Regions from separate parts of the Mus musculus genome. Here region 2 is linked to region 1. Evidence: chromatin contacts called from public HiChIP or PLAC-seq data. All regions are on one chromosome and are shown on one strand. Each heading gives the region's core, a stretch centred on a gene start, on an enhancer-like site or on the middle of the called end of the contact. The rest is flanking DNA. Distances are from core to core; before and after follow the strand shown.

The links. HiChIP or PLAC-seq counts read pairs in DNA pulled down with a chosen protein or histone mark.
Region 2: a FOXA1 HiChIP or PLAC-seq map of pancreatic cancer cells shows a contact between it and region 1. The contact joins two enhancer-like sites. A contact is called at or near these places in 1 of 39 promoter capture datasets (the HPC-7 cell line), 1 of 15 datasets of contacts at CTCF or cohesin (pro-B cells), 1 of 484 Hi-C or Micro-C datasets (bone marrow-derived macrophages), 7 of 115 datasets of contacts at active chromatin or transcription factors (bone marrow-derived dendritic cells, cardiomyocytes, embryonic stem cells and 3 more) and 3 of 9 other capture datasets (adipose tissue, embryonic stem cells and liver).

The regions. Positions count from the first base shown.
Region 1 is chr4:134,991,266-134,996,265 of GRCm38.p6, forward strand. No RefSeq gene overlaps it. Among named protein-coding and RNA genes, the nearest start is that of Gm42327, 58 kb to the right of the region's middle. Within about 2 kb of position 3,051, at least 25 of the 459 cell types and tissues checked have an H3K27ac peak or open chromatin away from gene starts, as enhancers often do. A contact at or near this core is called in liver and pancreatic cancer cells, where this site is marked.
Region 2 is chr4:135,308,949-135,314,405 of GRCm38.p6, forward strand. It overlaps Gm12984 (a long non-coding RNA gene), which reads left to right. Exons shown (of 4, transcript XR_003955129.1): 3 at 12-110; 4 at 431-1,976. Among named protein-coding and RNA genes, the nearest start is that of Gm12984, 5.5 kb to the left of the region's middle. Within about 2 kb of position 3,938, at least 269 of the 459 cell types and tissues checked have an H3K27ac peak or open chromatin away from gene starts, as enhancers often do. A contact at or near this core is called in liver and pancreatic cancer cells, where this site is marked.

The DNA of each region.
Region 1 (5,000 bases), core at 1,801-4,300:
TGCAACTGTGAGCCCAGACAAGCCCTTTCTCTGTCAGGTGGCTTCTGTCAGTGTTCTGTCCCGAGGACAAGAAAAGGATCCGATACACCACAGGACATCCCTTAGCTCAGTAAGCTTCAGTCTGTCCTGCTGGGATGAGGATGTTGCAGAGATTCGGCAGTGTGTGTAAAGCGCTGTGCACCTCATCTGGCTTGCTAGCAAGTGTTCCTTCAGCTCGTGTGGCCATCTGTGTTATATGTCACCTGGTTGGCTCTCTTTTAAAAATGCTATGCAGCAGTTTCCTCTAAGATTGAGACCTTCCATCTTGGAGGGAAGCTCCTTAAGTTCAGGAAGAGACAACTCAATACCTCCAAGAAGTTCCTGAAACTGACAGGATTCACTAGGTCCCTCCTTCCCCAGCACGTACATACGTGTGTGTGTGTGTGTGTGTGTGTGTGTGTGTGTGTGTGTGTGTATGCAGTAAAATCTGCTGTGAGATCCTCCAGGTGGCTCAGCAGCTGCCAGAAGGAAGAAGTGACCAACTAGATGCTCAAAAAGGACACTGTGTAGCTTGTCCTGCTGCCTGCAGTCTGAATGCCCTGTTCTGGGCTCGCAGCTTTTATGAGCCTCACTCCGCTGATGTGGGTTTTAGTGATCCAGCTGTCTTTGCGTCATTGCTGCTCCTGTGGTTGCCCATCACCCACATTTCTGTAGGTCACCCTAGCAAAGCTCACTGGTTTACCGAGTTAAGACTTTAGCGGCATCCTTAATTTGTCCCATTTTTCAGCTCCCTATCTGAGATGAGTACGTGTTTGTTCATGCATCTCCAAGAACAGTGTGATACAACTCATCACCCCAGGATGAGGAAGCAGAGCCCCAAGGAGGTGGAAGGACAAGCCTAAGGTGGCATGTGAGCGGCGAGTAGCATTTAAAGCAGGGTTACCTAATGCCCCTGGAATCAGTGTCCCCCTGCCCCCTGCCCCGTGATTTCTTTCCAATGGAAACATTCCATCCAGGAAGGAAGAAGGGAAGAGGCTCATGACAGCCAGATGGAAAATAACACAAGTCTTAGGAAGTTCTGGAACCCAATTAGACCCACAGGGTCCTTCCAGGGGGTGTGGGAATAGTCAGCAAGCATTGGCAGAGGAGACTGTTCAACCAGCCCAGCTTCCAGAAGGAGCCTTGCCTTCTGCTGCGCTGGGTGCAAGGTGGTAGCTTTAGTGAGATGTCACCCATGCAGGGGAGAGATCTTTGGTGTTGTGGTCATTTCTGAGTCATCTCTGTTTCTATGAGTATCCCCTTGTCTTTACTCCTGTAAGTCACCCGAGTAAGAACTCATAGTCACCAAGCTGGACTTTAGGGGAAATCCTCTGTCTGCCATACTCTCTCTGGGGTGAGTAGATGTTCACATTTCCCCAGAAGTCTCACACAACACCTTCTGGGTGTCCAGAGCAGGCTGTCATCCTTAGGCCACTAAGTGGGCCTTCTACAGTGATGCCCTGCCCCTGAAAACCCAGCTAGAGAGAGGGAGGCAGTGTCAGAATGTAGGAGCTGGAGTCAGCTTGCTGCTCCCCAAGTGTCCTGGCTGTGTGATGTTTAGTGAGTGGCTTGACCTCTCTGAGCCTCAGATTCCTTATTGGAAAAATGGTGTTGACAGTGTTTAATGTGCTTGGTTGCCAGCCTCCCTGTCAAAGGCTCAGAGTTGGTGCTACATGGATGGAATTGAAGAGGTTGGCAGAGTTCATCTCCTTCCTATCTCTATTGGGGGTTCTTGTCCACCTTCCTTCCAAAAATGAAGTGGTTAGACAACACGGAATGTTCAGGAGTGTTTATTCTTGATTCAGGGTTAACAACCTTCACTAAACTAGATAATTTTAAGCCTTGTGGGAACTGCCAACTTAAACAGAACAAGTTTGAACTCTTGGTAGCCAGAAATGCTAGCCCAAAGCCCGTTACACCTCTGAGAACAGTTACAGCCCTTAGAAGCTCTCAGAGAGATTCGGGGTGTCAACTGAGAGCAACTCTGCAGAAAGTGGGTCACCAGAGGGAGCAACAGGAGCAGCGGGAGCAGGAGGAAAACCAGGAGCAGCGAGAGCAGGGGGAGCAGCAGCAGGAGGAGCAGCGGGAGGAGCAGTGGGAGCAGCGGGAGCAGGGGGAGCAGCAGCAGGAGGAGCAGCGGGAGCAGGGGGAGCAGCAAGCAGCAGGAGGAGCAGTGGGAGCAGGGGGAGCAGCAGCAGGAGGAGCAGCAGGAGCAAGGGGAGCAGCAAGCAGCAGGAGGAGCAGCGGGAGCAGGGGGAGCAGCAGCAGGAGGAGCAGCGGGAGGAGGAGGAGCAGCAGCAGGAGGAGCAGCGGGAGGAGGAGGAGGAGCAGCAGGAGCAGCAGGCATCCTGTCTCTGGCAGGTCTTGAAGGTGAGAGCAGCTTTGGCATCTGCAGCTGAAGTGTGGGGTCTGAGAGGCAGGAATGAACGACTCTCACCTATTTGTACCAATGTTTGCATCCAGGATGCTGGCTGGAGCCCCAGTGCCCTCCCTGCTTGGCACAGGAGCCTGGGGCTCCAGGAGCTTCCAATGCCTCTGGCATTCTCCTCGTCCTCCCCTGTCAGGCTCTATTCACCTCTTGCTCATCCGTGGACCATCCAAGTTCATGGCATGTCAGCTGGGCCATGATCAGCTGACTTCTGGTATGTAAATAAGATTATAAACAGGACCAATCAGGGAAGCGCAGTCCAGAAGTCTGCCTGTTCTGGTTGGTACACTGGTCTTCCTAGGCCACTGCCCGCTGCTTTTCCCTTCCCTGGCTTGGTGGCCTTTGGGATTCTGGCTGTCAAAAGCTGGGACTTTGGGGGCTTTTGCCCAACTGTTTTTTTGTTGTTGTTTGTGTCCCATGTATCTCCTTACCGGGGTGCCCTGGCTGTCAGAAAGCCCCCAATCAGATGGGAAACTCCTTAGGTGGAGGGGGAGTTTGTTGCCATGGTTACCATTAGCACCCTGCCTCCTGGGCCTTCACAGCCAGAGTGCACACTAGTGTGACCTCTATGGGTATGAGAACATCCAGGCTGGCATAGCTTGGTTTCCCTAAAGGGCTGGGTACACATACTCCCAGCAGGAGGGAGCGTGGACACTGGTGGCCATCTGGGGACACTGCATGAGATTTCTTGGCTCTTACCACAAGCCAGATAGTGCTATACAGTCTCATGGTTCTCTGGTGACTCAGGGACTAAGAGGTGCTGAATTTCCCAGCTGGGATGATGGAAGAGGTCCAGTGGGAAATATTTTGAGGTTCTCTGCCTAATTCTTTGGAGAGTGGGACACAAGGACATGCCCATTCTGCATTGCACCAGAAACAGAACGTAGCTAATTCAGGTGCGCAGAAAATAGAAAAGGAGAAACCGCAGGCTGGGATGGCATCGTCAACGCTGATCCTTCCTGCCTGTGTTTTTTTTTCCCCCTTTGAATAGATAGACATACAGGCCTTAAAAAACAAAACAAACAAAACAAAAGCCCCAAATCCAAATCCTTGGAAATAGAAGCACACAGCATACAGCTAGATCTGCGACAGGTGTCCCCAGTCTTGGCTGTGGGGAGTGGAGGCAGGAAGATCCCAGAGTGAAACCTGCCTCACCTCAGAAAAAGAACAGAACAAAAACCCAGCCACACAAACTACCACCACCACCACCACCACCACCACCACCGAAACAACTCATCCCACCCGGAGGGGCTGGGGTGTGCTGCTCCCCGCTCTCAGATCTTTGGAAACCCAGCTTCACTTCAGAGCAACCAGCCCATGGCTGCCAGTGTCCTCCCTGGCTCGCTGAAACCGCCGACTTAAACCGTCTAGGTTTATGCAGACGAATAAACACCAGCTCCTACATTTTTGATGAAGTTGACATTACACAAACGCTCCTGGCTTACTTGGTCAGACCGGGCAGGGAGTGCGGGGCTGAATCAATAATGGGAGAGATAAAACATTAAACAGGACGTTCTGCAAAGCAAGCAGCTTGGTGGGGAGGCAAGTCAGGTGACCCGGAGCGGCACATGGCCAACAGTCCGCGGATGCTCAGGGAGCAGATGGTCTGGGATCTCCACAAGCTTGAGAGACTGTGTGACTTCTCCAGGAGCCTCCAACTTAGGCTGCAAGCCCAGAAACATGGAAAGAGTATTAAGTCTGTGGCCTTGGCCTTGTGTAGGGTTTTTTTTTTTTTTTTTTTTTTTTTTTTGCTTGTCTACCTCAATTGGGAAAATAGAGCCTTGGACAGGGATAGCAAAGTCCTTCCTGATGGCTTCATTGTGAACTTAGGATGTGCAGGATCCAGACATAAAGGATATTCCAAGCCACACGTGAGCAGGGCCCAGGAAATGTGTCCTTGGGGCCCAGCTTTGGTGTGAACTTGTATGTCTGTGTGTGCTTGTGTATCCGTGTGTGTGTGTGTGTGCGCGCGCGAGTGTGTGTGTGTGTGTTTGTGTTTTGCATACAAATAAAGCACTGTCTGCAGGAACCTGGAACAATTTTCTACCCTCCTGAATCTTGGCGTTATACTTGACTGGGAAATAGACTCACCCTGTGGAAGAGGGCCGGTGAGATGCCTCTGTCAGAGGGACCATATCAGACACCTGCTTTTTCTATCACTTTGAGATGTGTAGCATTTTCGTCTGTTGGTTTGATGGTGTTTTAAGGATGTGCCCCATTCTGCTGTCTCTGTATAAGGATAGAAATGGTAAGTTCAGGAGCTGGGGAGATGGTTCACTCGGCTGATGAAGTGTTTGTCTTGATAGCCTGAGGTCTTGAGTTTGATCCTCAGAAACACATTTAAAAAATTCACGAGTAGACGTGTGCTTGTCACCCCAGTGCTGGGGGTGCTGGGGAGGCATAGACAGGTGAATCTCTGGCGCTTCCTGGCAACGTGGCTGAGTTGACTTGGTGAGATCTAGGCCAGTAGGAGATGCTGTCTCAAAAACCAAGGTGCACAGTGACTGAGGAACAACAGCCAAGTTTGTCCTGTGGCATCTGCACACTGCATGGG
Region 2 (5,457 bases), core at 2,688-5,187, 320 kb after region 1:
CTGTGTGTTAGGTACTCAGAAACATGCCTCCCAGTCATTCACTCAGCCAGTCTGGCGGTGTGCGTTGAGAGCCGGCGGGCGCTAAGCCTTGTCCTGGGCCATGGACTGAGGTCAGGAGAACAGAAAGCGCAGCAGAAAGTGCACAACCGGCCTCAGTTTCCCTGTCTCCAAAACAAGACACTTTGTCTCAAACTTCTGGAGGTGCCTCTGAGTAGAAGTGTCTGTGGTGTATTAGGCTGTGAGCACTCCTTGTCTGTCAAGCCTGCATCTCTACCTCAGACTCCTGGACAGGGGCTGGGAAGGAGACCGGGAACCGGAGAGCCTGGGTGGTTGGGTGGCAATGGGCTCGGGTTGCAAGCTGGCCTGGCCTGCCAGCTGGCTTGTCCTCAGCCCCTCAGTGTGCCTTTGTCCTTCCCTGGTCATTGCTCAGGGTCCCTACTTGGCTCAGAGCAGTCTCATCTGACCTTGGACTCACCGTGTGAACCTCCAGCTTGACCCCTAGGCATGCTGGGATCCTGGAATACCAAGCGAAGTTCAGATACCAGCATTTTCCATCTGTCTTATCTCAGGCAAGCTTTTTACTCTCCCCTGTGAAACGAGGGAGAGATACCCACCCCTCCAGCTAACGGGATGAGAAATGGCTTGTACGTTAAGCATTCTGCTTCGAAATGAGCAAAGCTGTTATTACAGACCCCTGATGAGTCTCTGTCCCACCTTTGGGGGTGGGTGATAAAGGCAACAGACCCAGCAAACCTTGGAGCCTGCTCAGCTCCGCCTCTCTCTGGATGGAAGACTTCAAGCAAATCCCTTCCTTTGCGGACCTCCTCTTCCTCGCAGAAGCAGAGGCTGGGGGCCTTTTGCCTTCTGTCTCCCGGGCCTCTGAGCATTTTGCCTCAGGAGGTATTGCCTGAATGACCTGTTCCATTAAAGCATTTCCTGACCAAGACTGATTTAAGCAATTCTGGTTAGTTCTGGAAATTCCAGACAGTAAGGGAAAACCTGAAGAGCTTCTGGGCGGGGCTCACATCTCTCTTTCCCTCCTTCCAGAAGCACCCCCTCCCTCAAGTGATGGGGATGATACGAAGGATGAGAAGGGATCCTGTTTGCCTCTGAGTGGAGTGGGGTGGGGCCTTTGTTGGTCCCTGGCCCCCTAAAACCATTGCAGCCCTCATGGGGGTGAAAGGAAGAAAGCACGAGTGGAACTCATGGGGAGCGAGCCATCTTGAGTCTGGCAGGCCTGGATTAAGAATCTGGGGCCCCACTGGGTGTGTGGTGGCACACACACAGCACTCTGGAAGCAGAGGCAGGCAGATCTCTGTGAGTTCAAGGCCAGCCTGGTCTACAGAGTGAGTTCCAGGACAGCCAGAGCTATGCAGAGAGACCATGTTTAAAACAAAAACAAACACCCTCCCCCAAACAAACAAATAACGAAGGAGAATAAGTAAATAAAGATGAAGACAGGATGCTGGCCTCCCACCCACTGCCTTCTTCTCAGTCAGTTGTCCAGTGTGTGTCTGACTCACTCCCCTTCGCCCTACCTCCTTCACACTGTGGCGCCTGCCCAGCTTGACTGCTGTCCCCAAGGAGAATCCAGAGAAAACATTAACCCGAAGCCATGGAGTGCATCTATGGAGTTCCAAGGTATGCAACCCCAGAGTCTCAGCCCGTGGGAAGCCAAGCCAAGTAGACAAACCAGTGTAGACAGGCTGGTGGTCAGCTCTGTCATCAGACAGCTTTGCTCACTTCCCCAGGCCTTGCGTCCACACGTTGCAAACAGTGGGACTGTGAGGAACGAGTAGGTGCTCAGGTGCCTGGAGACAGAGGTGTCTTTAGTTCCTCGGTCACCTCCCACCCACCTCGAGACCTTTAAAAGCCTGCAGTTGCCAGCACTCAGAAGAAAGGCTGTGACACCCGGACACCGATGTGTGCATAAACCCAGCACCAGGGAGGCCAAGGCAGGAAGAGAACCGCTCAGAGCCTGAACATCAAGACCTTGGGTTGGGGGTCTGGAGAGATGGCTCAGCGGTTAAGAGCACTGACTGCCCTTCCAGAGGTCCTGAGTTAAAATCCCAGCAACCACATGGTGGCTCACAACCATCTATAATGGAATCCCATTCCCTCTTCTGGTGTGTCTGAAGATAGCTACAATGTACTCATATTTAAAAAAAAAAAAAAAGCCCTTGGGTTGGGAGTGTAGCCAAGTGGTAGAATGTTTGCCTAGCATGCACAAGGTTCTGGGTTCAAATCCTGTCACAGGTTTAAAACAAAGAGTTGAGTATAATTTCATACTTGGAAGCTGGAGGCACCAGGATCAAGAGTTCAAGGTCAAGTCAGACAGACATCAATGAATGGGAGGAGAGGCCCTTTGTCCTATGAAGGCTCTATTTCCCAGTGTGGGGAAATGCCAGGGCCTGGAAGTGGGCGCACTGGCTGCTCTTGCAGAGGACCTGGGATGGATTCTCAGCACCAATGTGGCATCTCACGACTGTGTGTAACTCCAGTTCCAGGGGGTCTAATACTGTCTTCTGAACTTTGAGGGCACTGTGTGCTCAGGATGCACATATAGACATACAGGCAAAACACCCATAATAATAAATACCACCTTAACCTGCACATGTGAACTACATGGCGACTTATGTCAATTTTTTTTTTTTTGAGACAGAGTTTCTCTGTATAGCCTTGGCTGTCCTGGAACTCACTCTGTAGACCAGGCTGGCCTCAAACTCAGAGATCCACCTGCCTCTGCCTCCCAAGTGCTGGGATTAAAGGTGTGTGCCACCACGCCCGGCGATTTATGTCAATTTTATTGCAATAGAAATGCAACAAGACAAAAAAATCTTGTGAAAACTGTGGCTCATTTGTAGGGCGCTTTTTTTTTTTTTTTTTTTTTTTTTGGTTTTTTCGAGACAGGGTTTCTCTGAATAGCCCTGGCTGTCCTGGAGCTCACTTTGTAGACCAGGCTGGCCTCGAACTCAGAAATCCGCTTGCCTCTGCCTCCTGAGTGCTTGTAGGGCGCTTTTTTGTTTGTTTGCTTGTTTTTCGAGACAGGCTTTCTCTGTGTAGCCCTGGCTGTCCTGGAGCTCACTTTGTAGACCAGTCTGGCCTCAAACTCAGAGATCTGCCTGCCTCTGCTCCCAAGTGTAGGGCGCTTTTTAAAAACACATGCTCAACCCTGGGCTCAAGCCCTCCCAATACAAAACCAAGAGAAAAAAAAAAAAAAAAGACTCTCGTGTAAATTCCCCAAATGAAAGGTGAAGATCAGCAGCCCTAGGTGCTGAGATGAGACGGACAAGCAACCTGTGCCCTCGGCTTCCTCCCTGAGCCCATGAACCTGATCCCAGTGAACAGACTTAGAAATCCCGTAGGAGCCTTTGACAGAGGGACCTAGGGACTCAGTGGAGCAGAGCGGAGCAGAAGTGGGGGTCCTGCTATGAGCGATCAGAGCTCTTGGTGACTGGCACTGGAGATGACCCAGGAGCACACCCACCGTAGTCGATGCTAAGCCTTCAGTGGAACCTGGAGGGAACCCAAGGGGAGCACTGTCCCGCACAGTCCTCAAAGGGTTCTCAGACAGTGATAGAGTCAAGACTGGGGAAACATAGCCACTCCCAGAGTATCACACCCCTGGGACTGAGCCCTGCCATCCACCAACAGAGGGGGGGTGTAGGGTACACTTCTGCACCAGCCGAGAAGGACTCAGGACGCTTCGTGACCCTGTGGTGAGGCTCTGCATCAGAAACACAGTATGCGGAGTCCTTGGGCTACGGTTTTCTGTAGTCCAGGAATGAAGCTGCTGCCCAGAGAAGGGACTCCCAACCCCAGCGGGAGAGCTGGGCAGCCATCTGATCCACTGCAGCTGTGGGGAGGGTGGATTCAGTGCAGGGCAGGACCATGGCAGAGAGGCTGCCAGTGGGAGGGGCTTTCCCAGACAGCCTTCTGTATGGCTGATGCCAAGGCTAGGGTCAGATGATGACAGATTTCCTGCTGAGCCCTCTGAAATGTTTGGAACTCGGCAATGACAGTCCAGAAGTTTCTGTTTCCCTGGAAGGCTCTGAAAGGAGAGTTCTAGATAAAGACTCCCGGTTTTGTTTTTGTCCTCTTACCCTGCCTGAACTATCCTGGCACCTCCACTGGGGTGGAACAATGGCTCTGAGACACTTGGCCACTTCCTGTCTCGCATCAGCATTTATTTAAGAAGCCCACTTCTTGGGTTTCGCAGAGGCACACTCTTCTCCGAGACCCACTGAAAAGCCATCTCTAGCTTTCAGTTCAACGCAAAGCATCGCTTCATTCTACAGACGAGGAAACTGAGGCCTGGAGAAGGTCAACTCAGCCTCCCCGTCCTTGCCACACCCTTCAGCTTCCAAGAATGCCTCAAGAGGGAGTGTTAGGTGACAGGAAACAGAAACACAGAAACGCTAGCTTTGAGGCACTAAAGCTGGGCCTGCCTCCCCCTCTCCTGCTTGCTTTGGCTAGAGTTGTCCCTTCCCCTCGGGACTTCAGTTGCCTTATCTTGTAAACGCAGATAATTATAGCAACCGCTCTCCAGGGTTGACGTGTAAATGAGAAGAGCTGGTCATCTGTCGCGAGCTCGGTGCACTGTAAGCTGAAGACACTGAGCAAAATGAACAGCCCTGTTTAGTCATGGTGACAACTCGAATGTGCAATACCCCCACCCAGAGACCCATGCATTGTACACTCCAGCTTGTGGGAGGTTGGGAAACCTTCGGGGCATTATACACATAGGTCACTGTTTGGTAGTGCTTCCGATCCACCAAGATACAAACAAGCCACTGTCCTAGCTTTTCATCCAGGTATGTCCAACCCTTCCTCTGTGGTGGAGCAAAGGTCGCTGTGGTGACCAGCTGACCCCTTATCCCTGTAGTCATAGCAATGACATCAGCAGACACACTCAGAGACAACCAGGTGTGTGGCAAGGATCCTGGACCCGCCGCTCTTCACTCTGAGAGAGGTGGAGAGGTCACGAGGACTCATTCGCTCCCCTCTGCCTCCCTTGAGGTCACAGAAGGAAGGGAAACTGAAAGCAGAACTCTATGATGCGATTCTCGTGAAGCCATCCCTCAGAGATGTGGGACTTTTGGGTGACACAGCTTTCTGAGTCGCCCACGCCTGTGAGTTTCCCTGCACAATGCTTCCATCAGGAAGTCTGAACCAAGCTGGACTCTGGGTGAGACTTTCTTTTTTTCATTTTGGGGTGTGTGTGTGTGTGCTCAAGAATGCATGCACATACTTCTTTTGTTTTTCAAGACAGGGTTTCTCTGTGTAGCCCTGGCTGTTTTGGAACTCTGTAGACTAGGTTGGCCTTGAAACTCTCAGAGATCCACTTGTCTCTGCCTCCTGAGTGTTGAGATTAAAGGCATGCGCCACCTTGTCTAGCTGCGTCTCTTTTTTCAATGCCTCATCAGTGGCCTGCCTTGTCCTAAGAAAAGCAACACA